Linked DNA regions of Ovis aries: region 2 is linked to region 1. A link is a contact called in public Hi-C data. All regions are on one chromosome and are shown on one strand. Each heading gives the region's core, a stretch centred on a gene start, on an enhancer-like site or on the middle of the called end of the contact. The rest is flanking DNA. Distances are from core to core; before and after follow the strand shown. Region 1 overlaps TBC1D16 (TBC1 domain family member 16). Region 2 holds the start of LOC121820716.

Region 1 (5,558 bases), core at 637-3,136:
AGAAAAACCAGTGCTTTTGTTATAAGAAAGTAATATTAGTCGCTCAATCGTGTCCGATTCTTTTTGACCACGTGGATGGTAGCCTGCCAGGCTCCTCTGTCCATGGAATTTTCCAGGCAAGAATACTGGAGTGGATAGCCATTTCCTTCTCCAGGGGATCTTCCCAATCCAGGGATTGAACGCAAGTCTCCTGAATTGCAGGCAGATTCTTTACTGTCTGAGCTACCAGGGAAGCCCAAGAGGAGGGGTATAAACACTGGCCCTGGCCAATCTCACCACAGGTTACTGGCAGAGATTCCTGGGGGCAGGCAGGGGGACCCTCATGGCTGGCATGCCCAGTTAGTCCCTCCCTGAGGCCCCCTCCTGGATTCCCAGTGTCAATTCCCATCCTCTGGGATGGGGGGTATGGGCCAGGGACTCAGGGTCCTGTTTAGGTACCCTCCCTTCAGTGCCAGGCACTCAGAAGGGTGTGTTCATTTTCCCAGTTCCCAGAAGACAACAGGGAGAGTCTAGCTTTCTAAGTTCTGGAAAAGGCTGGGGCAGCAGTATCTCCTGATCTGACAAGCCTCCCAGAGCTTCCTCCAATTTTCCCCGCCCACCGGAGTCTCTGAAGAACCTGCTTTCAGGGCCTAAAACTGGATTTGATTTTCAACCGCCTTAGATCTGGGTTGAACAAGCTGTGTTGAGAGCAGGCGTAGGTCCCTGTTACAGGGAAGTGTGTGTGGTGATCAGTCTCAGGCCCTGTTCACCAGGAGGAGACCCCTGGCCTTGGTGCCACGGCTAGCTTTGCCGGCCCTTCCTTCCAAACCAGACAGAGGTGCACGGTTGCTGCACCAGAGCTGGTGCAGAGGTGCCCGCAGCCAGCAGTCCCGGGCCACAGCAGCGTGACTGGAGTTCCAGACCAATGTTGGGGTGAGGAACAATCGACACAGCCTTATGGCTAATCTGAAAAAGTTGGTTCTTAAAAGTCATGGAAGATGTGTGTAAATAACTCTTTGAGTCCCTGCTTTCAATTCCTTGGGGTACCACTCCTTTATATCTAACACATCTGTATTAACTAAATATTGTTTATATAAAAACCATTAACTTTTTTTTTTAAAGAGAGAGTATCCAACAAAGTAAATCCCAAACAAGGCCACCCTTGAGACTCAGCTGGGCTGTGGCAGGGGTCAGCATGTCCACAGGGGCAGTGAGAAGGACAGAAAGCAGTCTGCATCCCGGGATGACCGCTGCCTGGCATCCCAGGTCTAATGTTGGCCGTGTGTCTCTGATCTGGGGCCAGAGGCCAAGTCTGTCTAACCATCTGGTCTCTGGGGGGGCAGTGGATGGCACAAGGCTGAGGGTGGTGTGGGGCACCATGCTGGCAACTCTCCACCTATCAGACCCCCAAGAGAGGAAGTGGAAAGTCGGCAGGGAGATGGAGGCTGGCTGAAAATAGGGATGGGACCCAGGAAAGGCATGTCTGGCGGCCCCACAGTCAAGGGAGTCTGGCTTGGGCCTGAGCTTGTGTCCCCCTCCTCAGCAGCACATATCCAGGCAGCCCCTCGGGAACAGGCAGTGAGATGGGAGGGGGAACAGGTGAGCAACAAAGGGCAGATGGAACTTCCTCTCTGGGTGGGAGGCGAGGCAGGCTCAGCGGGCAGGGCACACCCCTGGCTGATCTGGGGGAAGCCTGCCATCTGCTGGGCACACACAGAGCCCTCCACAGCTGAAGTGCCACCTCCAGGAAAATGGAGTTTCAAGGGAGGGTGTATGCCAGCCTCGTGTTCCATAGGGAAGAAGCAGGGCCATGATGCCCATCAGATTTGATGCTGGGGCCGGGGGAAACTGGCCACCGCTCCCAGAGAGCTGGGCCCCGGTGGACTTCGGCACCCCACATCCACGCCCGCCACAGGAGCAGGCTCCTCTGCACGTCAGCCCCGTGGACGCGACAAAGACGGCTCTCTACAGCCCCTCGTGCTCTGCGGGGACACACAATGAGTCCTTTCACCCCAGGTGGGTCTGGTGGAGCGTGGCCACCTCCCTAGGGGGTGCCTGGCCGGGCGGCTGGCCCTACTACTTCACTGCTCGCGGTTTGGAAGCTCAAGGCACTGTCACTTTCAATTACCATCAGGGAAACTTCGGAGACTTGACATCCGTGTTGGTCACATTGGTCTTACCCCGGACATGAAAGCCTATGAGCCCGTGCCTGGTCAGGCTCTCCCAGAAAGGAGAACCGTGACCCAGTTTAAGTTTTGGCCGTTGTGCCCATGAGCACGCGGAGCGCAGGGGAGCGTGCAGAGAGCCCGCTGTCACTCGACACCCTTCCCAGCAGCCCGGCAGCCCGCCAGGCTCGGAGAGAGACTGTAGCTACCAAAAATAATCCTCCCAGTGTTTAAATATTTACAGAAGCAAGACAGATCCTGATGTCTTACCATCTACAGGGTCCGGCCCTAACTGCCAGCCCTGGGGCTCCAGGGAGAGACCACATCTATGCCCCTTTGCTGGGTCCCAGGTCTCCTTCCCTCCCTCTCCTTTCCAGACGTGTGCGGGTCTCCCTTTCTGTGACCCATGAGACAGCCACCCTCCCTCCTTTCAGAACATTTCCACTTCTGGCTTCTTAGCCCCTTGCTACCCCGACCCTGGCAAGCACCTTTGTTGTCCCCAAAGCCTCTCAGGAAAGCCCCTTCCCAACTTTAGAGGATTTGCGCCCCATCTTGGAAACCATCAAATAAAATGTAACAGAAGAAGCATGTGGCCATCTAAACCTGAAGGCTCGTCTCGACATCTCCTCCTGGGGACCTCCAGGGCACTTAGGAGCCACTCGCCTGTGATGGTCTGGTGGGCAAGGGCGGTCACTGTTTGGGGTAAAAGGTGAGGCAATGAGGATGGAGACATGTGAGGGCACAGAGCTGGGCAGAGCTGGGAGGGGGCCCAGGGCTCAGCTCCAGGGTGGCCACACTTAGGGACCATCTGTGTCACTGCCTGCCGCCCAGGAAGGTCAGGAATTTACTCGAGGCCACCTGCTGGCACCAGGGTTCAGGCTGCTTCCACTCGCCCATGACTTTCAAAGGGCAAGCGTTTCTGCGATGACCAGTGTGGCTTGGCTTCGGCTGTTAGATTGTCAGGGAAACTACACTCTCAGGTTCCCAAAACAGATTTCCGAAGCAAGGAAGCACATTCTGGATATGGTGGAGGGGCCACCAGGAGCCCTTTCTCCCCAGCATACCACAGGCATTTAGGGAACACTGGTTGAATTGAACAGAAAATCCAAGTAAAAATGCTTTGTTTACTTTGCTGGGAATGAACATTAAGGCAAACAGCAGAGGATACAGGAACGTTCCCATCAAATGACAAAGGTCATTGGTCACCTCCCTCTTGCTTTGGGGGAGGATTTCATCAGGTATTGGGTTACATTGCAACAGCCAAGTTGAGGGGGTTCCCCAAAGACAGAGGATGGCTCACCCGGGAGACACTGCCATGTCATTATTTTGTGACCTTATGCTCAAAGCTCTCAGAAGCTCGTGTGGGCCCTGCAGAGGCCCTGCCAGGGCTGCTGATGCAAGAGCCGGGGCCCCCAGGGCCTCTGACTTCCTGCTCCCATGCGGGGCTCTGTGCAGTCAGAGCAACACAGCCCCCTGGAGAGCATCCCCACTACCCCCTGCAACAAATCAGTGAGGGTTGCATCAAGGACCCCCAGAGGGGCTGTGGTGGTTTGTGAGCTGAGGGGCAAAGGCTGACAACTGTTTCATTTCCTTGTCCTTCGACAGTCATCCTGCAGTGGGACTGTCAATTCCCTCGGGAGTGTGGCCTCCCCTGGAGGCTGAACTTCTTTCTTTTCACTTTGGGAGGGTTGATGCACTTATTTCCACCCTGTCCTGACAGCTTTAATAGAAAGAGGCTGGCTTTCTAGAGAGCTGACAGTCCTTGAGAGGACAGTCAACAATATAATTTCAAGATCGACCCACGCAAGGGCTCCACCAGGTACCTGTCTTTTTGGAATCTTGCTTCCTTGGGTAACACTGGTGACTTCCAGAATCTCTGCTCCAAGTCAGGGCTACAGAACCTTCCCCAAGCAGGGGCAACAGAATGTTCATCACACCTCCCCCTAGAAGCTGCCCAGCCATCAAGGACAAAGGAAGAGGGCTAGCCAGAGAACACTAGGAAAAAAAAAAAACAAAAAACAATAAAACCATATCAGGACACCAACCAGTAGAGGTTAGAGCTGGCCAACTCCATGGTCCTGTGCCACACGTGGCATCAAGCACTTGAAATGTGGCAAATTAAAACTGAGATGTGGTGGCTCAGTGGTAAAGAATCCGCCTGCCAATGCAGGAGACACAGGTTTGATCCTTGATCCAGGAAGATCACACATGCTGAGGAGCAGCTGAGCCCACGTGCCACAGCTACTGAGCCTGTTCTCTAGAGCCTGGGAGCCACAACTACTGAGCCCACGTGCTGCAGTGACGGAAGTCCGTGCACCCAGATCCCACACTCCACAAGAGAAACCCGCACGCTGCAGCTAGAGTAGCCCCTGCTCTCTGCATCCAGAGAAAAGCCCGGGTAGCAACGCAGACCCAGCACAGCTAAAAGTAAATTTTAAAAAAGCAAAACAAAACTGAGATGTGCTCTAGGGTTAGAGTTCACACGAGATTCCCTAAGACTAGGTACAAAGATAGAATACTGAACATCTTCCATTAACTTTTAATATTGATCACACGTTGAAATGGTAATATTTGGGGTATTCTGGGTAATTATTCAAATTGATTTTACATATCTCTTTTTTTACTCATTAAAATTCAGCTATTAGATACACACATTTATGATCAACTGATTTTTGGCAAAAGTGCAAAAGCAATTCCATGGAGGAAGGTACCCCGTTTCAATGATTCTGGGGCAACAAAACATTCCCAGGCTGAAAGATAAACCTTGCCCTAAATTTCATTCCTTATACTGAAATTAACTCCACATGGGTCATGGACTTAAATGTAGAATGAAAATGACAAAAGTTTTAGAAAATAATAGGAGATCATCTTTAGGATTCAGGACAAGCCAAGAGTTCTTAGACTTGACAACAAAAGCAAGAGTCACAAGAGGAACAATTGATAAATTGGGTGTCATCAGAATTAAAATATTTTACCTTGTGAAAGATTCTGCTACTACTACTACTACTACGTTGCTTCAGTCGTGTCCGACTCTGTGCGACCCCATAGACGGCAGCCCACCAGTCTCCCCGTCCCTGGGATTCCCCAGGCAAGAACACTGGGGTGGGTTGCCATTTCCTTCTCCAGTGCATGAAAGCGAAAAGTGAAAGTGAAGTCACTCAGTCGTGTCCGACTCCCAGTGACCCCATGGACTGCAGCCTACCAGGCTCCTCCATCCATGGGATTCTCCAGGCCAGAGTACAGGAGTGGGGTGTCATTGCCAGGAGGATGAAAAGGTAACTCCAGAGATATACTTGTACATTACCTTTCTGACGAAAGACTAGTATGTAGAAAATAAGAGCTCTCGAACATATAACAGTTAAAAAGAAAGATTGTGTGTCCTTCGTGCTTAGTCACTCAGTCGTAGCCTACTTT
Region 2 (5,128 bases), core at 1,632-4,131, 110 kb before region 1:
CCCGGTGTGCACTGCAAGCCCCTCCTGGAAAATCTCCCGTGGGGCCTCCCCTACCATCCCGCCCCGTCTTGGCCCCTTCGAGGGAGTAGCAGACAAATGGAGCTCTAAATACGGGATTCCCAGAGCCTTCAGCTGGGGCCCCTGCCTCCGACCCGGGATATCCCTAGCCCACGGGGAACCCCGGAGAAGGGTCGTCGGACTGCGCTTTTGATGCTGCCCCCTTCCAGCCGGAGGCAGATCGCACACCTTGGTTCCCCTGAAGGGCAGAAGTCCTCTGGGTGCCACCTCGGGCTGGGGCCCCTAGGGGCCCTCAAGGGCCCCAAGAGAGGAGCGGTGCTTTCTTGAGGAGCTCAGGCTCCCACCCCGAGAGCAGAGGGCTGGAAGAGCAGACCTTGGAGCAGCCTGGAAAAATTTAACGGCCCTGGACCCGAGGGTGGTCATTGACAATTCGGATCCCCAAGGGGCCTGACCCATGTCAACTGAGGGAAACAAACGACTTCTTAAAGAAACTCTCTGAATGGACGCTCTCTGCCAGGAGATGCCACTACCCGCCCACGGAGCCCAGGTCTGGGCTCTGCCCGGAAGGGGCTGCCTGTGACTTCCCCAGCTAGTCCCCCACTAAGAAAGCCCTCTAGTTAGTGTGACTTTTTAGAACCCCCGAGGTGGATTTTGAGTAGCTGAGGGAGAATTTGCTAGCAACATCTACAAAATCTGCCCAGGTATTGACTAGAGTTCATTTCTCTCTTCTGTTCTTAATAGGGGAACTTGTCTTTGACTTCAGCTCTGGCATATGTAATTTTGCATTTTAGCGCTGACTTTGGGGGAGCTGGCCTGGTGGGGCTGTGTATGTGTGTGGGGGTGTTGTTACTGATGGCGGTGAGGAGAGCAGGGAGGCTGTGTGGGAGCCGGAAGGCTGCCCCGTGCACCTTCTCCGAGGGATGACTTTGTCTCTAAGGGCGTCCCTCCGCCCTCTGAGGCCCCACACCCATGTTTCTGCTCTTTGTGGCACGGCCCGCCAAGGGTCGGCTTTCATTTCGGTGGTGAAGCCCCTGACGCCCCCGCGTCCGTCTGCAGAGAGCCGCTCGGCTACAGCTGGAGCTGGGGTTCCAGGTGGGAGGGCCAGGCAAGGTGAACGGTCGGGGAACGGATCTGGCACGCTGCAAGGTCGTGGCCCCTTGGGGCAAGCCTTGGGGCCACATTGACCGCCGCAGGGCCGCATCTCCGCATTGCGGTACGCGGGGGTCGCCGGCGCCAAAGCGGAACGCGTCGTTTTCTACGACGTCGGCTGGTCCACCCCCTCCCAACGTCAGGGCAGCTTCCCAGGTTCGCTAGGAGAAGCCCACTCAGCCCCGATCCCAAGCTCGGTCGCAGGGCTCCCGCCCGCCTGGTGATAGGCGCCCCCAGGATCCATATTTCAAATATGATCTTTGGTGTAGCTTCCACCGCCTGCCGCCGCCGCCGAGCACACAAAACGGCCTCTGTGCGCTGTGTGTTCTTCATTTGGGGTTCGTTTGCCCAAGGACTCCCCTCAGGTCTCCTGTGCCTACGAGGTTCTCCCCACTCACACTTGCCCCTGCGTTTTGCTCCCGGGTGCTTTCGTTGCGCCCCCCAAACCCTGCGGGGCCCACACACACGGCAGATTTCTTTCTTTCCTTTTTCCAACCAAGAGCTGCTGCAGCAAACCTCGGAATAAAATTAAAATCTCCAGGCGCACCCCGAAGTAGTAGTCAGCCGAAGCGTAACTGCTACCCCACCCTCCCCCCAGCCCAGTGCGCGCCCCCGTCCCGGCCTCGCGGCGCGCTGAGGGTTAAGCGCGCGCAGGAGTGGGTAGTTGGCGACGGAGGAGGAGCGGGGGTGGGGTGCCGAGCGCCGCGGCCGGGGAAGCTGGGCTCGCTCTCCTCCCCCTCTTCGTCCCAGCCAACCCTGTAGTGGCGAGGCCGGAGCGATCGGAAGGAGCCGGTCGGTCTCCGCCTTCGTGGCTGGCCTGGAGCCGGGTCCGGCCGCGGCCCGCAACCGCCAGGACGCTGCACCGAGGCCGCGTCCTGCGTAGCCGGGGCGGGGGAGGGGGCGGTGGCTCCGGAGCCGCGGCGGCGCGTCGCCAGCTCGCCGATCGATCCCCAGGGGCCGGAGCGCTGCAAGCTCCGCTGGACACCTGGGGCGGGGGTGTCCCTGCAGGATCAAAGAGAGAACGGAGGGGGTGCTCAGGGATCCGGTGACCGTGGGATGGCGGCCGGGAGGGCCCAGCCAGAGCACGGTTCTGCCTGTGCTGCGGGGGCCAAGGACTGGGGGCTGGTGGTAACGCCTCGGGCACCCCCCCACCCAAATCCTGTATTGTCTGTATCGGGGCCGGCTTTGGCCACTTCCGGAGCTGAATCTGGCTGTCCTGAAACTTGGTCTCTCCACGTCCGGGTTCCCACCCCACCCCCACTCCCGACGACAAGGTCGTCGGACGTGGTCACCTAGTCCACTTCCTCCTCGCCCCGCCCTCCTGAATCCTGGTAGAAAACGGTGGGTGTCTCCGCGACCCCACCTCCAGAAAGAACCCCCGGGTTTGTCCAAGAAGTCCTCCTGTCCACCTTCTTCCGGAGGATCGTTTTCTGTGATTGTCCCCGAGGACCCCCAAGGAGTCCCCTTCGGTTCCGGGGGACCCCGGCAGCGGCCTCACCTGCCTGCTCCAGGTGCCAGGGCGGGGCCGGGGCAGGGGCACCGAGGAGCCTGCACTTGCTACGCCCTCCCCTAGGGGGCGGGCTCCCCTTGGGCTGGCTGGCAGCCGGGGCCTGCTGGAGCTGGCAGCCCTCCGCCCCGTTCCCCCCGCCCGCATCGCCCCACCTCCCCCGGAATGGGATGGAGATGTACACGTGGGGCGAAGTGCGGGTCTCATGTAGGGGGTGAGCAGAGGAGCCCCGCGCCCCCTGCTTCTGGCACAGCCCCACCCCTTCCCCTCACTCCGGCTGGGCTGCGAGGCTGCTGCCTGCCCAACCAGAAACAACCGGCCCCAGAACGACTTTAAGCTTTAGGAACACCCCCGCACACTCAGGACTAAACACTACTCAGTAGTCAAGGCCATTGTTTCCCAAACTGACCCCTTGCTCAGTGCCCTTTCACTCACAGAGAAGTCGACAGGAGGAGAATATATCCTTTTTTTTTTTCGATTTGAGGTTTTTAAAGGAGTCACAGGTCAAGAGCATCACAAAGCCCCTGATCTGCTATCAAAGGGCCAATAAGAAGTAAACTGATATTACAGTGCAGATTTCCCCAGAGAGCCAGCTGGCTTCATGTAGGACCTGGGGTGGGGGTGGTGAAGGGATAGAGTAGAAACCCCACCAGGAACTCTCTTCCTTAAACTGAGGTTCAGTAAAAATTTAAAAAATGCTATCTTGGCTGACAAATGCCACCTCTTAAAAGTGCCCTGACACTTCCCTGTAAGGGCTACTCCCCTTGGCTGCTGACTGGGAAAGAGAATAAAACCCCAAGGGATGTCCTGGGAAGGAGGAAGGGACCTCAGGTCCTCTCCTCTGATGGAGACAATAGCCTTGAGAAAGGCAGGAGCTGAATTGAAATGTGTTGATTATCTCTATCCACTGAAGTCCCAAATAAAGTTCTGTGTTTCATTTTTTCTGGGCTTAGGCTGATGGAAGAAGGAACACGGGGAGGGTGGCTATATGAATATGGGGTTGATGAAGGGCATGAGTGGGCCCACACAAGCCAGCCAGCTGTGTGCTTCTGGGTAGGGTCTCTTCTCTATAAGGCTGGGAAGGCTCAGTGCCAGGGCCCACAATACTTTCAGGGGTCCACAAAAGTATTCTAATTTCTTTTTGTTGTTTTAAAATTGTACTTAGTTAGTGTTAGTCAGTCAGTCATGTCCTATACTTTGCGACCCCATGGACTATAGTCTGCCAGGTTCCTCTGTCCATGGGATTCTCCAGGCCAGAATACTGGAATGGGTAGCCATTCTCTTCTGCAGGGGATCTTCCAGACCCAGGGATCAAATCCGGGTCTCCTGCACCGGAGACAGATTCTTTGCCATCTGAGCCATTAGGGAAGCCCTAAAATTGTGGTAAAATATACTACATATATTTATGTATATGTGTAAAAACATAAAATGTAACATGTTAACCATTGTAAGTGTTTTGTGGCATTAAGTATATTCACATCGCTGTGCAGCCATCACCCCCATCCATCTCCAGAACTGTTCATCTTCACAAACTGGAACTCGAACCATTAACCAACAACTCCTCCTCTGTTCCCCCCAGTCCCTGACAACCACGACTCTACTTTCTGTCTCTGTGAATTTGACTGCTTTGTTCTTTTTTTTTTTTTTTTTTTTGAGAAACACTTCCAAGTCCTTTATTGGGCCAGCAAGGCCAGGAGCTGCCCAGTTGGGTCCCAGTCTGGTGTTTGTGGCGCCCCTGCCCCTGTTCCCACCTGGGGCAGAGAGCTTCTCTGACAGGCTACTTGGTTCGCTCCTTCAGGTATTCCCAGCCCTCCTTGGAGTACTCCCAGGCCTTGGAGGGGGCCACGGACAGGGCTGACATCATGGTGATGATGCCTGAATTCCAAGAGTCGCGGATGTGAAAGTTAAACTTTGGAGGGGCTGGGAGCTGCGGTAACTTCAGGCCTGTCTGCTAGCACACGTACTGGCTGAACTGGTACACGGCATTGGGGACCACCTCCTCGGCTTTCTGAAGGACGGCCTGACTCTTGTCACTGGACCCCAGCAGCTCCTGGTCGTACACCAGGTAGACAGCACCCCCAGCCACACTGCCCTTGATGAGGAACCTCATCAGCGACCGAACTCGGGGTACCATGATCGCTCGGCTCCGCGCGCAAGGACAATCGGTTCGCCCGCAGCTTCCGGTTGCTTTGTTCTTTATGTAAGTGTAATCATCCAGTGTTTGTCCTTTTGTGTCTGGCTTACTTCATTTAACATAATGTCTTTGAGATTCATCCATGTTGTTAGTATGTGTCAGAATTTCCTCCCTTTTTAAGGCTGAATTATATTCCACTGTATGTATATCTAAATTCTTTTAAAATAAGAAAGAAAAAAGCTTAAGTTCAAGAACATGTTTTAATGTAGAATATTAATGTGTTCATTTTTATACCAATGCAATTATAAACTATAATTTTT

Evidence for each region. Hi-C and Micro-C count contacts between places; a contact is called where the count stands out from the background.
Region 2: a contact with region 1 is called in a Hi-C map of muscle, with 2.6 times the contacts expected there. The contact joins the promoter of LOC121820716 here to the enhancer-like site in region 1. A contact is called at or near these places in 7 of 16 Hi-C or Micro-C datasets (blood, hypothalamus, liver and 3 more).

The regions. Positions count from the first base shown.
Region 1 is chr11:51,925,854-51,931,411 of ARS-UI_Ramb_v3.0, reverse strand. All of the region lies in intron 3 of TBC1D16 (TBC1 domain family member 16), which reads right to left. Among named protein-coding and RNA genes, the nearest start is that of TBC1D16, 37 kb to the right of the region's middle. Within about 2 kb of position 1,886, at least 8 of the 54 cell types and tissues checked have an H3K27ac peak or open chromatin away from gene starts, as enhancers often do. A contact at or near this core is called in muscle, where this site is marked.
Region 2 is chr11:52,041,377-52,046,504 of ARS-UI_Ramb_v3.0, reverse strand. LOC121820716 reads right to left here and starts at 2,881. Exons shown (of 3, transcript XM_042256829.2): 1 at 2,830-2,881; 2 at 247-2,660. The coding sequence starts at 2,881. The coding sequence ends at 1,696. It also overlaps the pseudogene LOC101121949.